Regions from separate parts of the Lactuca sativa genome. Here region 2 is linked to region 1. Evidence: chromatin contacts called from public Hi-C data. All regions are on one chromosome and are shown on one strand. The core of a region is the stretch at or near the end of the contact, and the rest is flanking DNA. Distances in the headings are between cores, read along the strand shown.

Evidence for each region. A called contact is a pair of places that touch in the nucleus more often than the background predicts.
Region 2: a contact with region 1 is called in a Hi-C map of leaf, with 7 times the contacts expected there. The contact joins the promoter of LOC111911418 here to the promoter of LOC111911417 in region 1. A contact is called at or near these places in 3 of 4 Hi-C or Micro-C datasets (leaf and seed).

Annotation. Positions count from the first base shown.
Region 1 is chr6:168,279,314-168,286,263 of Lsat_Salinas_v11, forward strand. LOC111911417 (60S ribosomal protein L37a) reads right to left here and starts at 4,476. Exons shown (of 5, transcript XM_023907197.3): 1 at 4,365-4,476; 2 at 3,577-3,616; 3 at 3,359-3,447; 4 at 3,173-3,255; 5 at 2,848-3,075. The coding sequence starts at 4,367. The coding sequence ends at 3,012.
Region 2 is chr6:168,428,808-168,436,099 of Lsat_Salinas_v11, forward strand. It overlaps LOC111911418 (probable serine/threonine-protein kinase PBL19), which reads left to right and starts at 5,255. Exons shown (of 4, transcript XM_023907198.3): 1 at 5,255-5,881; 2 at 6,177-6,437; 3 at 6,546-6,668; 4 at 6,824-7,292. The coding sequence starts at 5,534. The coding sequence ends at 7,264.

The sequences.
Region 1 (6,950 bases), core at 3,226-5,725:
TAAAAAGTAGAAAAAATAAATAAATTAAATGAAGAAATTGTATTAATTTGGAGTATGCTTAGGGTAGACAAAGGAGTTGAGGCAGCGGATAAATGGACGGTGATATCACCATAAAAACTGATCCGACGAGTGCATTGTACTGCGAAATTGATATCTAGCAGGTTGGTTAATCTAAATATCTTCTTTTGTTACTCTTACATATATATTTTCCTTTTTATAATTTTAATCATTGACTAATCAACACAAATATTTTTTTCAAATTTTAACCAATATAAATAACCACCTCCACCTATTAAAGCAATCATAACTTAATTTCATTCCATATTTTTTCAATTCCATTCTTTTTCTTTGCAATTCCATTGAGCATTTTCAACAAAGTTAACATTAGGAAATTAGTAATGAAAAATAGTCCTTGTCATTTTGTTTATTATTGTTTTAGGATTTAATTTATGTTTTGTTGTAGTAGTTTTACAATAAAATGTTATTATTTTAAAAAAAAATTATTTAATTTTGTTTTAAATTAGTGTATGTTTGTTTTTTTTTTTTAAATTAAACCGAACGAATCAAGACCCAAGATATATAAGAAAAAGAGAAAATTGTAAAATTACCATTTTGTGCTAATTACTTTGCAGATAATAGTCAAAAAACCTAAAGTTACAAAAATAACCACTAAAATAGCAGATGAATTAAGTATGTATGTAATTTGACCTTTCTATCTGCGAATATACAAGCTGCTAAAGCATGGTTGTGCATCAGGGACTTGTACGTTCGCAAATGGATTAGTCCAATTGCTACCACTTGCGATTTTGTCTTTTTCTACATATAAATACATAATTTTTTTTGAAGCACTCATTTTTCTTGATTTTTGTTGGGGAAAACTCTCTTTGAGGGAGCTATGAGCAATTTTAACTTTTGAAGTTATTATTATTATGAATAAAGATAAACTGTATCACCCTATATTTAAAATTAAATTTTCTACTAAAACACTTGAATTTATAAATCAAATATTTAGTTAGATATATATCACATGCAACTACATAGGACCAACACATGATCACCATGTTTTCAAAAGAGTATAAAATCGACTATAGCTCCTTGAGAGAGTTTTCTCCAACAAAAAAAAAATGGGTGTTCCAAAAAAAAAAGGTATTTATATCCTAAAAATGGCAAAATCACAAGATGGATTAGACTAATCCATCTGCGAATGTACAAGTACCTGATGAACAACCATGCTTTAACAGTTTGTATGTTCGTAGATAGGAAGGTCAAATCGTAAATGGATTTAATCTGCGATTTAGTTGCTATTTTTGTAACTTTTGTTTTTTTTTTTACTATTATCTGCAAAGTAATTAGTAAAAAAACTAAATTTGCAATTTTCTCTAATAAAAATTGTTGTGGGATGAGACGAAATAACATGTAAAAGAGCGGAGAAGAGAAAAGTCAATAAGTATGACATTAATGTTAATAAATTTAGAAGAGTGGATCATTTACACTGTTGGGCCTTATTAATTCATTTATTTAAACTTAACAAAGTTCTAAATTTGATTCTATGATTTGTCAAAAACTAAAACTTCGGTCTAAAAAAAATTTTGAAATTATTTCAAATGATATTTGCCTGATAGTTTTGTGTTTTTCATTTTTTTTATTTATAACAATTTAAAAAAAAAAAAACTTAAAAATTCTCTCTCTCTCTCTCTCTCTTGTCATTTGAAATACCATCACCACCGGTTTCCGTCGTCACCATCAGAAGATATCACCGCCACTACCACCACCGGAGACCGGCGACAAGACTGGGACTAAGAAGTAAGAACGGATCTGTTAGTCGGTGATCGAAGCTATTTGTGGTTAGTCGACTGAGGGTTCCGGCAACTGAGGTATTTAAAGTGCTTCTATGTCTTAGGCTTTTGGCGACTGTTAGTCAGAGATCGAGTCTTTCGACTGAGAAGACTAGAGCATCACCATCCCTTCAAGAAATTGGAATCATAAGCTGGTTAGATTAACATCAGATCGACGCTTGAGAATGAATTAAAGAAGAGATCTATAACAGTTATTTAAAGGGAAAGAGGAAGAGGAATGCTATCAGTGAAGTTATTGTGTCGCAAGTAGATAGATTGAAGAGAAAGATTAGACGTAATATCAAAAGGAAGATTCTCGATGAGAAAATTGTATCGGAGGCTGAGGATTTTGAGTGCGTCTAGTTTTCAAACGGTATTTGGTGGGGTACAACTGTATAGTCTGATGCCGTTTAGATGAACGGCAGTAACTCGTGCTTCGATAGCAATGGTGGTTTCTAATGAAAAAGTATGGACACATTCAATATGTTGTTATTTGTCATTTCAAACACATTCAAAATAGAAATGGACAAAAAAACAAAACAAAAAACTTATTTTAGACAACAGGTGCAAGTCCAAAACTTTTTAGACAAGCCACAAAGATCAAATTTGTAATTTTGTCGTTAAATTTATAAATTTAGATCAAATAAAGATGCACTTAGGTGTTGCAAATTATTTTACAAAGAATGGATTCTAAGATTTGGGGTCTACCATATTAGTGACCACTGAACATGTTTTTATTTTACACATAATAAATTACTTTGCTCATAGAAAAAAGCTATTTTAGTCTTAAAATATATAATAAAAAACCAACTCAGCTCAATTGCTTCCACTTATCACTAAAAAATGCTGGATAACCCAAACATCTATCAAACATCGAGTCTGATATGACTTCAACCAAAATGAACAAACTGAAAACCAAAACATGTACGCCAGACTCCACAAGCCAAACACTCCAAAGATACAATTCTAAATGCTATGAATAATAATTAAAAAAAACAAAAACATCTAGATATGAAATGCAAAATCCACATCCAAAACTCTAAATGTCTTTGCATGATTTATAAAACCAAAATACTTGAAACAAAATACATGTCATGAATAACTCAACAAAACTCTCTCAGGATCTAATACAATAAAAGGGTAAATGAAAGACCTTAACATTGATGAACCTTCTACTTAACTCTCAGTTTGCTCCCTCAGCCTTCGAATTGTGCTCCTAACTGTAACAGCACTTGCAGTACTATTATCATTCAAAAACAAAAAACAAAATTATCAGTGAATTAAAAACATTAAAATATAAATCAAAGAAACAAAGAAAATATAAAAAAAATTATTACTTCAATGTGTATGCACCCCCTGCTTTCACTTTCCCACAATCCTTGCAACCCCAGATTCCAACTGCCTTTCTCTTCACAGCATACTGTTTCACCATTTCAAAACAAATACAAAATATTTTCACATAAGCAACAAACATTTTGCAAAAAATACAAATTATTATAAAAATCCAAAAGTAGATGATTTACCTTCCCACAAAACTCACAGAAATACTTGCTGTGCTGGCTGACTTCCATTTTCTTGATCTGTTTACGCAGACTAGCACCATAACGGGTACCTGAAAAAGAAAATTAAAAAACAATATTTAAGTAAAATATTTTCATTTTTTGTAATTTAACAACAAAAAATATTTATATAGATAATTTCTATCATATTAGGAACTTTGTAGCAAAAACATGATACTTACCATACTTTCCGACAATGCCGGCCTTCTTTGTCCTCTTTGTCTGCAAATTAAATTGAATGATGAATATAAAATTAGTATTTAGTTTACAAATTTAAGTTAATAACTGAAGTTAGAAAGTAATGTATTTGAAAATTTTTAACAATAAAGAACAGATGCTAAGGAGGTCGTGAATTTTGGTAATCACTCCCTTCATTACCAATGAAGATTTCAAATTTGAAGACTTGGATTTTTATCTACAAAGCTATAATACTCATCAGATGACGACTGATCCTAATACCAAAAATGTCTTATGTGTGGTACGCATGATGTTTAAAGTGGTTACTTGCAATCGAAATTTGAACAATTTTATAAGCTTCTGAGAATAGCATTCTAAAAAAATCCCAACTTTGGACGTGTTATGCATTCCATGCCGCTTTGATTAGTTAGAACTTAGAATTGCTAAATCAACCGCATATGCTAACGAACTCAAGGTAAGATTGCAAATCTTTAGAAAGAATTGCATCATCGGAACAGCGGAATTGATCCTTGAGCATACAAAGAAATGGAACATCTAATACTTAATTATAATTCATTAATTTGTATAAAAGCGTGTGGATTTTACAGAAGACTATTTGGGAGTAGATGGAGTACGTGCAAATCTAAGAGAAAAACGCGAAACACTAATAGGCATGCTCTGATTCGATTGATGAACAACAAAAATGACTATGCTATAATGTTCTGAAACAGTGAAATCAAAATAAACGATTTACTTGCTATTGCTAGATAATGATGTTCAAGATAGACTATACCATTTCTGAAGATCGGATGAGGAATGTTCGAAACTTGCAGAGAAACAAAGCACGGCGATAAAGAGCTGAACCCTAAATTCTTCATTAATCACGATTTATAGTGGACAGAATCAAGCACGTATTGTGAAAACGATTGGGCTTTTCTTGTTTACGATAAATGATATTGGGCCTAACCCAATAGTGTGATTCTATTTAGTGTTATCTAATTATTATACTATACTTTTTTTTTTTTTTTTTTTATTTTAAATATTCGTATTGAACAAGGTTAAATTATGTATATGTTTGAAAATAATTATACTATTAATATTAAGAAATTAAGTAATCTGATTATTTTTTATGGTTATATTAACTATAAAATATTTATATTATTGATAATTACTATAAAATAATAATAATAAATTAAATAATCTAACTATTTTTTTATGGTTTTTTAAAAAATAACTACTTTAAAATTATTTTTGAAAAATGGGCATTCGGTCTAGAACTCATTCTTGACTCAAATTCTGAAACAGATAAACGGATAAAATGGTCTGACCCGATAATGTGGTCTATTATATATTACTGTCTCGGATCATTCTTACGGACTCATTGTTTCGGACCTCATTTCAAACTCACTATTTCGGACTAAATCAACTTCAAAGAATGTCTTCTTCTAGCAGTGAAGAAATACATTTTATGTGGGTATGTTTCGATTCTTTGTATGATTATATGTTTTTATCTGCGAATATATGTTAAAAATAAGGAATTTTTGTTTTGTTGTATAAATTGATGCAATTACAGATATAAGTCATTTTCCTTAAAAAATTTGTTGTTTTTAAGCTTTTATATGAGTAGATGTGGGTATATGTATGTACTAGACCAGCTAAAATTATAACATAAAAAAAATACTTTCAAACCTATTTAGAACAAATATGGAATACGTTGAACTGATCCGATGTAACGTTCGTAAGATAAGACTAGATGATTAAAGAATAATAGAATAATTATTCATCACGATGATAAACAAATGTTTTTATAGATGACCACACGAAAGTTGTAGGAATCGTAAACGTGAGAACTTGCATATAGAAAACTTTCAAATCCGACTTCATGTAAGAAAGTTATGATTTTTAGAAGTTTCAGCGCAATAGTATACAACATAGAACCCAAAATTAAGAACGGTCGATTGTTAGTCAGAACAATCTAAACGAGAATTGAAGATCTCGTTAATATATATTTGTCGATATAAAGACAGTCGATAACTGATATCTAATGAGAGAGTTATGATTTTTATACGGACTTTATCAATCTAAGCTTATAAAAATATAACTTTAAAAGTAAAGCGAGAACTATCTGAAGATGTCTAAATGAAGGTTGTAGATCTTGTCGATAGCTATGTGTGAATATAAAGAACGTCGAAAACGAAGTTCATATGAAGAAGTTACAGAATTTACAAAATTTTTTACTTGTGCGGTGCACGCTTCTAGAAGGTGGCAACACGGACCACAGAGAAGATGACACATGACACAACGGTTGGGGAGACGTAGCCTTAAGCGCATGAAGCGCACCTTGAAAGGCGTAACACGCATGATCAAAATCCAGTTATAAATAGCAGTTGTAGCCCCACTTCATTCCTTATGCCTTTCCAATTTTCTCTGCGTTTCTTTGAGATTTTAGCTCGATTTTCCCCTAGATTTCAAAAGTTTTAGCGAAGTTGTAACGTCGTGAATAATTAATGAAATTTTAATATATATATATATATATATATATATATATATATATATATATATATATATATATATATATATATATATATATAGTAATAATCACATGTGTGTGTTAGATAATAAATCATTAAGTATATTATACATATTAATCACCGAGTTGTCCGAGTTTTACAACACTGCCCGCCTCAGTATGGAGCCGATCGGGAAGTACTCCGATTCTGTAACTCGCCTTGGTAAGGGGTTGTGTTTGGCTGTCAAACCAACAAATAATGGGATAAAATAATATTAATAAAGCTCTTTCTTATACTAAAGATAGTATAGAGTAAGCAGGGTCGGTCCACAGGAATACATGACTTTTATCTTGCCATATTTTCACACATAATACAAATAATATTAAAATGGTGGATTGTGTTTGAACTAGATTTAAACTTCATAAATAAACAAGATTGTTAACAAAACGCAGTAATAGAAGTACATTTCCGATTTTGATTCATATACATGTATTGTGTTGAAAGATGTAATATGATTATATCTCATGTTCAATCTAGGTTGGTAATTTAGATATTAATAAACTCTCATATCCAAGTTGACAAAAGATGTTTTATTCAAAACATGTTCTTCAAATGAAACTTCATTTAATTGATTTAATTCAGATAAGCTCTTTCATCAAATCATTAAATGACTTTAAGTTCTTGCAACAATTACCAACAATATTCAATATTCCTCATAAGCTTGGGATTATGAACATTTAATCTTTGATTACACTCATTTTGATTTAATTACAATCAATTAAGTGCATGTTACTAACATTAAATCATAAAACATATACGAATTTTACAATTTGATTAACTAGATTGATAAAAACCCTAGTTCATTAATC
Region 2 (7,292 bases), core at 4,005-6,504, 150 kb after region 1:
AGTAAGGTCGCGACTGATGACTCGGATTAATGAATGGACTCAACGAGTCGGTGAGGCGACTCGACGAGTCCACGTTGTTGGCAGAAACCCTAAATCTTTGGGCCCGAGCCATATTTAAAGGCACTTATGGCCTTCAATTGCGACTACCATTCCCATAAGTGAGAACCCTAGCGAGCTTGAGTGTGTAGAGTGAGAGGAAGAGCTATCTTGAGCTTTTTGGTGTGATAGATCTGGACCCTTCTAGGTTCAGAGAGCCGAGAATATGAAGCTTTAGTAGAGTAAACCTTGGGGTTCGAAGTTAGGAAGCATTTATGGGATTTTTATGGTATATATAGTTACTTTCATCTTACACATAGATATGAAGTATTTTATATAAATTACGTGCTATGTGTGCATATTATTTGAATACTTGCTGTCTATGCTGGATGAACGATTTTATACATGTTTTAAAAGATTTAAACGGTATATTTATTTTATATCTACAAATATATTGCGGATGAAACATGGATAGATGAAATAGTTGGTGTATGATGAAATAAAATGATGAGAGATAGGTGATGATAGAAAGGTGGTGATAATTAGGTAAACAGATGACGATGAATATGTGATGTAGGATGAAAGGAGATACCATAACCTTAACCAGCAATGTGGCGATGTAGTCATCTACCAGAGTATAGATGACGACCACGGACTATTCTAGACAACCCAGTGGAAACACCAGCAGGCTCATAACCTGTAGGTGATGAATTACGAGTTCAGAAGATGTTGTAACTACGTATTCATGCGATGATACTCTAACCCCTTACTATGAATTACGAGTTCAAACGATGTTGTAACTACATATTCATGGGATGTCACAAATTTCGCATGTCAAACCAATGGTCATAATTCACATCAGTGAGAATGGTTCATTTTTTTGTAAAACCAAAATCAGATTGGAAATTTTGATTTTTTATTTTGGAAAATGTCAAACCATTGGTTTTTTATTTTGGTTTTAGTTTTTTGTTTTTTTTTTTTAAATATATTTTCAGGGTTTTGTTTTGTTTTTTTCTTATTTCATAGATTTCTTCATCAACAAATGTTGTTACAATTTAACAAAAATAAATAATTTGCTAAAACATAATACAAGAGGAGGTTTGTTCACATTTAGTCATTGAACTTTTTAGAGGGAAACGAACTTTCGATTTTGTTCATATTTAGTCACTAAACTTTTTTTCGTTATCTATTTGCCATTGAACTATTGAAACTGTTCACATTTTACCCTTATGACCGGCTGCCGGTCATAAGGGTAAAATGTGAACAGTTTCAATAGTTCAATGGCAAATAGATAACGAAAAAAGGTTTAGTGACTAAATGTGACAAAAGTCAAAAGTTCATTACCCTTTCAAGTCATTATCCCTATTTAAAATTTATGTGGGTCATGTGAGCTATCTCGTCCTAAGACATCTACCTCGATAATATCTAATTTTAATGGAATTGTTGTTTCTAAGAGGTGAATGACATTTAAAGATATATGAGGAACATAGTTATCAAAGAAATGGCAAAAATAATTATGATACTTAGGGGTTGTTTGGTTTATCTTTTGAGAGACCAAAAGTCATTTTAGGAAAAGTTTCAAAAAATTCATTTTCCTTATATCCAAAATCCAAAATCCAAAAGTAACTTTTAAAAATGTTTTTATCAAACATCTTTTACCTTTTATATTTTCCTAAAAAGACTTTTGGTTCTTAAAAGATAAGTCAAACACCCCCTTGTAAATCGGATATCAACTTGTAATTTGTAACGATGAGAATTTAATATTTGCAAACAATTGGTATTTCGTTTCGAATTAACACATCGTATTAGTTTTCTCAATTTTTGTCAATTGTATATATTATAGAAGTGATGAAGTATAAAGAATTAAAGAGTTTGTATATCTAATACCATGTTCGACAATATTTTCCACTAACCTTCTAATTAAATATACATGAGTAGTTCAACCTATAAGGAGACCTAACTTAATAAGGTTAAGGTTACTTAATAAGGTTAATGGGAGTGGTACAAGACTAACTGAGCTCCACCTCAGCCTTTTTATCTCTACTTCAACAATGCCAAACCTAACTAAGTCATGGGTCTAAACTGTATAATAAAACTATAAAAGATTGTACAATAATAATGTTAGATGCATACATCCAAACCGACAAAACAATGTCATGTAAATTATAAATTTATATGTATCGTTCTGAATTTTAAAAGCATTTAAGCGTCTAAACTCTAAAGTGTCAAAATAGTTCAAAGTCCAACGTCTAAACTTTTTGTAGCACGTGAAACGAAAAGAATAAAAACTAAGCAACCAAACATATAAAATGAAATGAATATACGGCGAACTATTTTTCAATGTGTCCCACTAATATGCGCCTTGAACATAAGAATAGCAATTATTATTATTATTATTAATTGCAATGCTAATATGCTATTATTAAATTTAAAATAATATTTATTAAAAATATTTTTAAAGTGCATTACTTTTTCAATGTGTCCCATTTCATAAAAGAAACATATATATAATTAATATGGTGACAATAGCAATGACGTTGGTCCTAGCGGTGTTGTTCCCAAAGATGACGTATGATGGATGTCGATCCTCAATGTAAATCCCTATTTTGCCCTCTTAAATCTTAATACAGTTTATTATGACTTTGTGTATATGGACAAAAGAATTTAAAAACTATCAATTATGCTGAAAAAGAAAATTTCCCTTTAAGAAAAAAAAAGAACACAGAATCCATAATTTGTTTGAGAACGATAAGTTATACAATCTAATTTTAAATTGAGTCGTCGATTTAAAATAAAGACAAAGATTTTTAAAATAAATCACATATATATGAGTGTTGTCTATAAAAATAAATTTTTATTCATAAAAGTATAGTATTTAATAGAGATTTTTAGTGTTTATAGCTTTATTACTATTGATTTTTTATTAATTATTTATTGTTATTAGAAAATATAGCTTATTTGATTTTTTTTATTAACCAGTTAATATACATATTTTTATGATTTGTATATTTAAGTTCTTATATTTTAATCATATTTCATTACTATTTAAATGTATTGTAATTTTAAATATATTTTATTTATTTGCTAATTAAAACATATTCATGATATCATATTATAATACCGGAAGTTGGAACACTACGATTTCTTTTACTATCTTATGTTTTTTAGGTCAAAAAGCACTTATGCATTTAATTGACTAACACTTAAGCTCCATTACTATATCATAGATTTATGTTATGAAAGTGTGTTTTAAGTATGGGATAATGACTTGAAAGGGTAACGAACTTTTGACTTTTGTCACATTTAGTCACTAAACTTTTTTTCGTTATCTATTTGCCATTGAACTATTGAAACTGTTCACATTTTACCCTTATGACCGGCTAACAGCCGGTCATAAGGGTAAAATGTGAACAGTTTCAATAGTTCAATGGCAAATAGATAACGAAAAAAAGTTTAGTGACTAAATATGAACAAAATCGAAAGTTCGTTTCCCTCTAAAAAGTTCAATGACTAAATGTGAACAAACCTCCTCTTGTATTATGTTTTAGCAAATTATTTATTTTTGTTAAATTGTAACAACATTTGTTGATGAAAAAATCTATGAAATAAGAAAAAAACAAAACAAAACCCTGAAAATATATTTAAAAAAAAAAACAAAAAACTAAAACCAAAATAAAAAACCAATGGTTTGACATTTTCCAAAATAAAAAATCAAAATTTCCAATCTGATTTTGGTTTTACAAAAAAATGAACCATTCTCACTGATGTGAATTATGACCATTGGTTTGACATGCGAAATTTGTGACATCCCATGAATATGTAGTTACAACATCGTTTGAACTCGTAATTCATAGTAAGGGGTTAGAGTATCATCGCATGAATACGTAGTTACAACATCTTCTGAACTCGTAATTCATCACCTACAGGTTATGAGCCTGCTGGTGTTTCCACTGGGTTGTCTAGAATAGTCCGTGGTCGTCATCTATACTCTGGTAGATGACTACATCGCCACATTGTTGGTTAAGGTTATGGTATCTCCTTTCATCCTACATCACATATTCATCGTCATCTGTTTACCTAATTATCACCACCTTTCTATCATCACTTATCTCTCATCATTTTATTTCATCACACACCAACTATTTCATCTATCCATGTTTCATCCGCAATATATTTGTAGATATAAAATAAATATACCGTTTAAATCTTTTAAAACATGTATAAAATCGTTCATCTAGCATAGACAGCAAATATTCAAATAATATGCACACATAGCACGTAATTTATATAAAATACTTCATATCTATGTGTAAGATGAAAGTAACTATATATACCATAAAAATCCCATAAATGCTTCCTAACTTCGAACCCCAAGGTTTACTCTACTAAAGCTTCATATTCTCGGCTCTCTGAACCTAGAAGGGTCCAGATCTATCACACCAAAAAGCTCAAGATAGCTCTTCCTCTCACTCTACACACTCAAGCTCGCTAGGGTTCTCACTTATGGGAATGGTAGTCGCAATTGAAGGCCATAAGTGCCTTTAAATATGGCTCGGGCCCAAAGATTTAGGGTTTCTGCCAACAACGTGGACTCGTTGAGTCGCCTCACCGACTCGTTGAGTCCATTCATTAATCCGAGTCATCAGTCGCGACCTTACTCGACGAGTTGAGGCGTCAACTCGTCGAGTCTCTCTTCTTAACTCAAAAGAAAAATACTTAAATGATGATACCTGGAAATCCGGATGTTACATTTTGTTTTTTTATTTCATAGATTTCTTCATCAACAAATGTTGCTACAATTAAACAAAAATAAATAATTTTGCTAAAACATAATACAATAGGAAGTTTGTTCACATTTAGTCATTGAACTTTTTAGAGGGAAACGAACTTTCGATTTTGTTCACATTTAGTCACTAAACTTTTTTTTCATTATCTATTTGCCACTAAACTATTGAAACTGTTCACATTTTACCCTTATGACCGGTAACAGCCGGTCATAAGGGTAAAATGTGAACAGTTTCAATAGTTTAGTGGCAAATAGACAACGAAAAAAAGTTTAGTGACTAAATGTGACAAAAGTCGAAAGTTCGTTACCCTTTCAAGTCATTATCCCTTTAAGTATTTAGTTATTAATTAAATTGTTTATAAAATTGCGGTTTTTTTATGAAAGCAAAACCTCTTACGTTGTTGTTAGAAATAAGGATCTCTCAGCAGTGGGATAGTTTGGCATCCATACGAAACTTCCTTTGAATTCCTTTCAAGTTTCAATTAATTGCTTGGTCAAATTGTCTTCTTTTTGGTGGTGTCTTGTGAAACCATTTTACTCCCATTCCTATCATCAACCACTTCTTTGTTCACAACACACAAAATAACCCAAACAATTCCATGATCTTCATCTTCCTCACCTGGCTTTTTTTCGTTTCCAATCTCCTTCAATTCCCTTCAATTTCATCTCTGTTTTCTCACTTCACCATTTAGGGTTCTTGGTTTCTTCCCAATGATGAAGTGTTTCAATATTTTCAGTTCCGGAACGAAAAGAAGAGGGAAATCTTCACCAGAGCTCCGGGAGCAAAACCAATCAACGAAACCAGCTACAAGATTAGTAAAGTCGACAGGGTCAATCGTTTCACCAAGAAGCATACCGGAATTGTACAGAGAAAAAGAACATAATTTGAGAAAGTTTTCGTTTTCAGAGCTCAGAAATGCTACTAATAATTTCAATAGGATGTTAAAGATCGGAGAAGGTGGATTCGGAAGTGTGTATAAAGGGTCAATTAAACCTCCTGATGATCAAGGCGAGCCTCTTGTGGTTGCAATTAAGAAACTCAACAGAAATGGGATGCAGGTATTCCATTGAAAATTCTCTCCGGATCTACTGGTTTTGTTTTTTAATTTTTATAATCTCTATATTCATTCAAGAATATATTCTCAAATTTGATTTGTTTAATCTTGTTTATACACGTGGGAATCGATGGTTTAGGAATTAGATTCCACAATTGACTTGCTTCCAACTTCAAGATTTATAAGACTTGCTTAAACTTTGAAATTACATTAAGATCAAATTGTTAGAAACATAAAACAAGAAAATGATGATTTATCTTCCCAAAATTTATAGATTTTTTTGGTTATATGATGTGTAGGGGCATAAAGAATGGTTAGCAGAAGTTCAGTTTCTTGGTGTTGTTGAACACCCTAACCTTGTAAAGCTTTTGGGATACTGCTCAGTAGATGGTGAAAGGGGAATACAAAGACTATTAGTCTACGAGTATATGCCAAACAAAAGCTTAGAATCTCATCTCTTTAGCAGAGCATATCCACCAATTCCATGGAAAAAAAGGCTACAAATCCTCCTTGGTGCAGCCCAAGGTCTAGCTTATCTTCACGAGGGTTTGGAAATCCAGGTATATATATATCTTACACAACGTATCCTAATATTTAAAAGTACACATCTTATGACATTTTTAAATTATAGTTCATAATTCAAACTAATGTTTTGGGAATTAATTTAGGTGATATTTCGCGATTTCAAGTCCGCAAATGTGTTGTTGGATGAAAACTTCAACCCAAAACTTTCGGATTTTGGGCTTGCGAGAGAAGGACCACAAGGAGACCGGACTCACGTATCCACAACGGTGAGTAATTTGTATTTGTATTTATTTCACGACTCCTACATTTTTCTCTCTCCAACATAAATAATTAAATAGAGTCAGCCATGTTAGATAGAGTTTATCTCCATTGAAGAGAGAGATGAATAAAATCTTTGATCCTAACTTATTGTCATTTCCAGCCTGTTGGGACATACGGATACGCTGCCCCAGAATACGTGGAAACGGGTCATCTAAAGTCAAATAGCGACTTATGGAGTTTCGGAGTTGTATTATACGAGATTTTATCGGGTAGAAAGGCGATTGATAGACTCCTACCACAATCCGAACAAAAACTTATCGAATGGGTCAAACAGTTCCCAGCAGATAGCAAAAGGTTCCGGATGATAATGGATCCGCGTTTAAACAATCAATATTCGCTTAGTGCGGCTCGGAAAGTTGCAAAATTGGCGGACAGTTGTTTGCGGAAGAATCCGGAAGATCGACCCGCGATGAGTCAGATAGTTGATGTGTTACAGGACGCGATTAGAGAGTCAGAAGATGATATCAGAAGTCCAAGTTCAGTACCGAGTCCGTTACCGTTACCAGAGCCGTCTACACGAAGAACAGTTCATGTTGGTTAGGGAAGAATGAAGATGATTGTGATTGTTG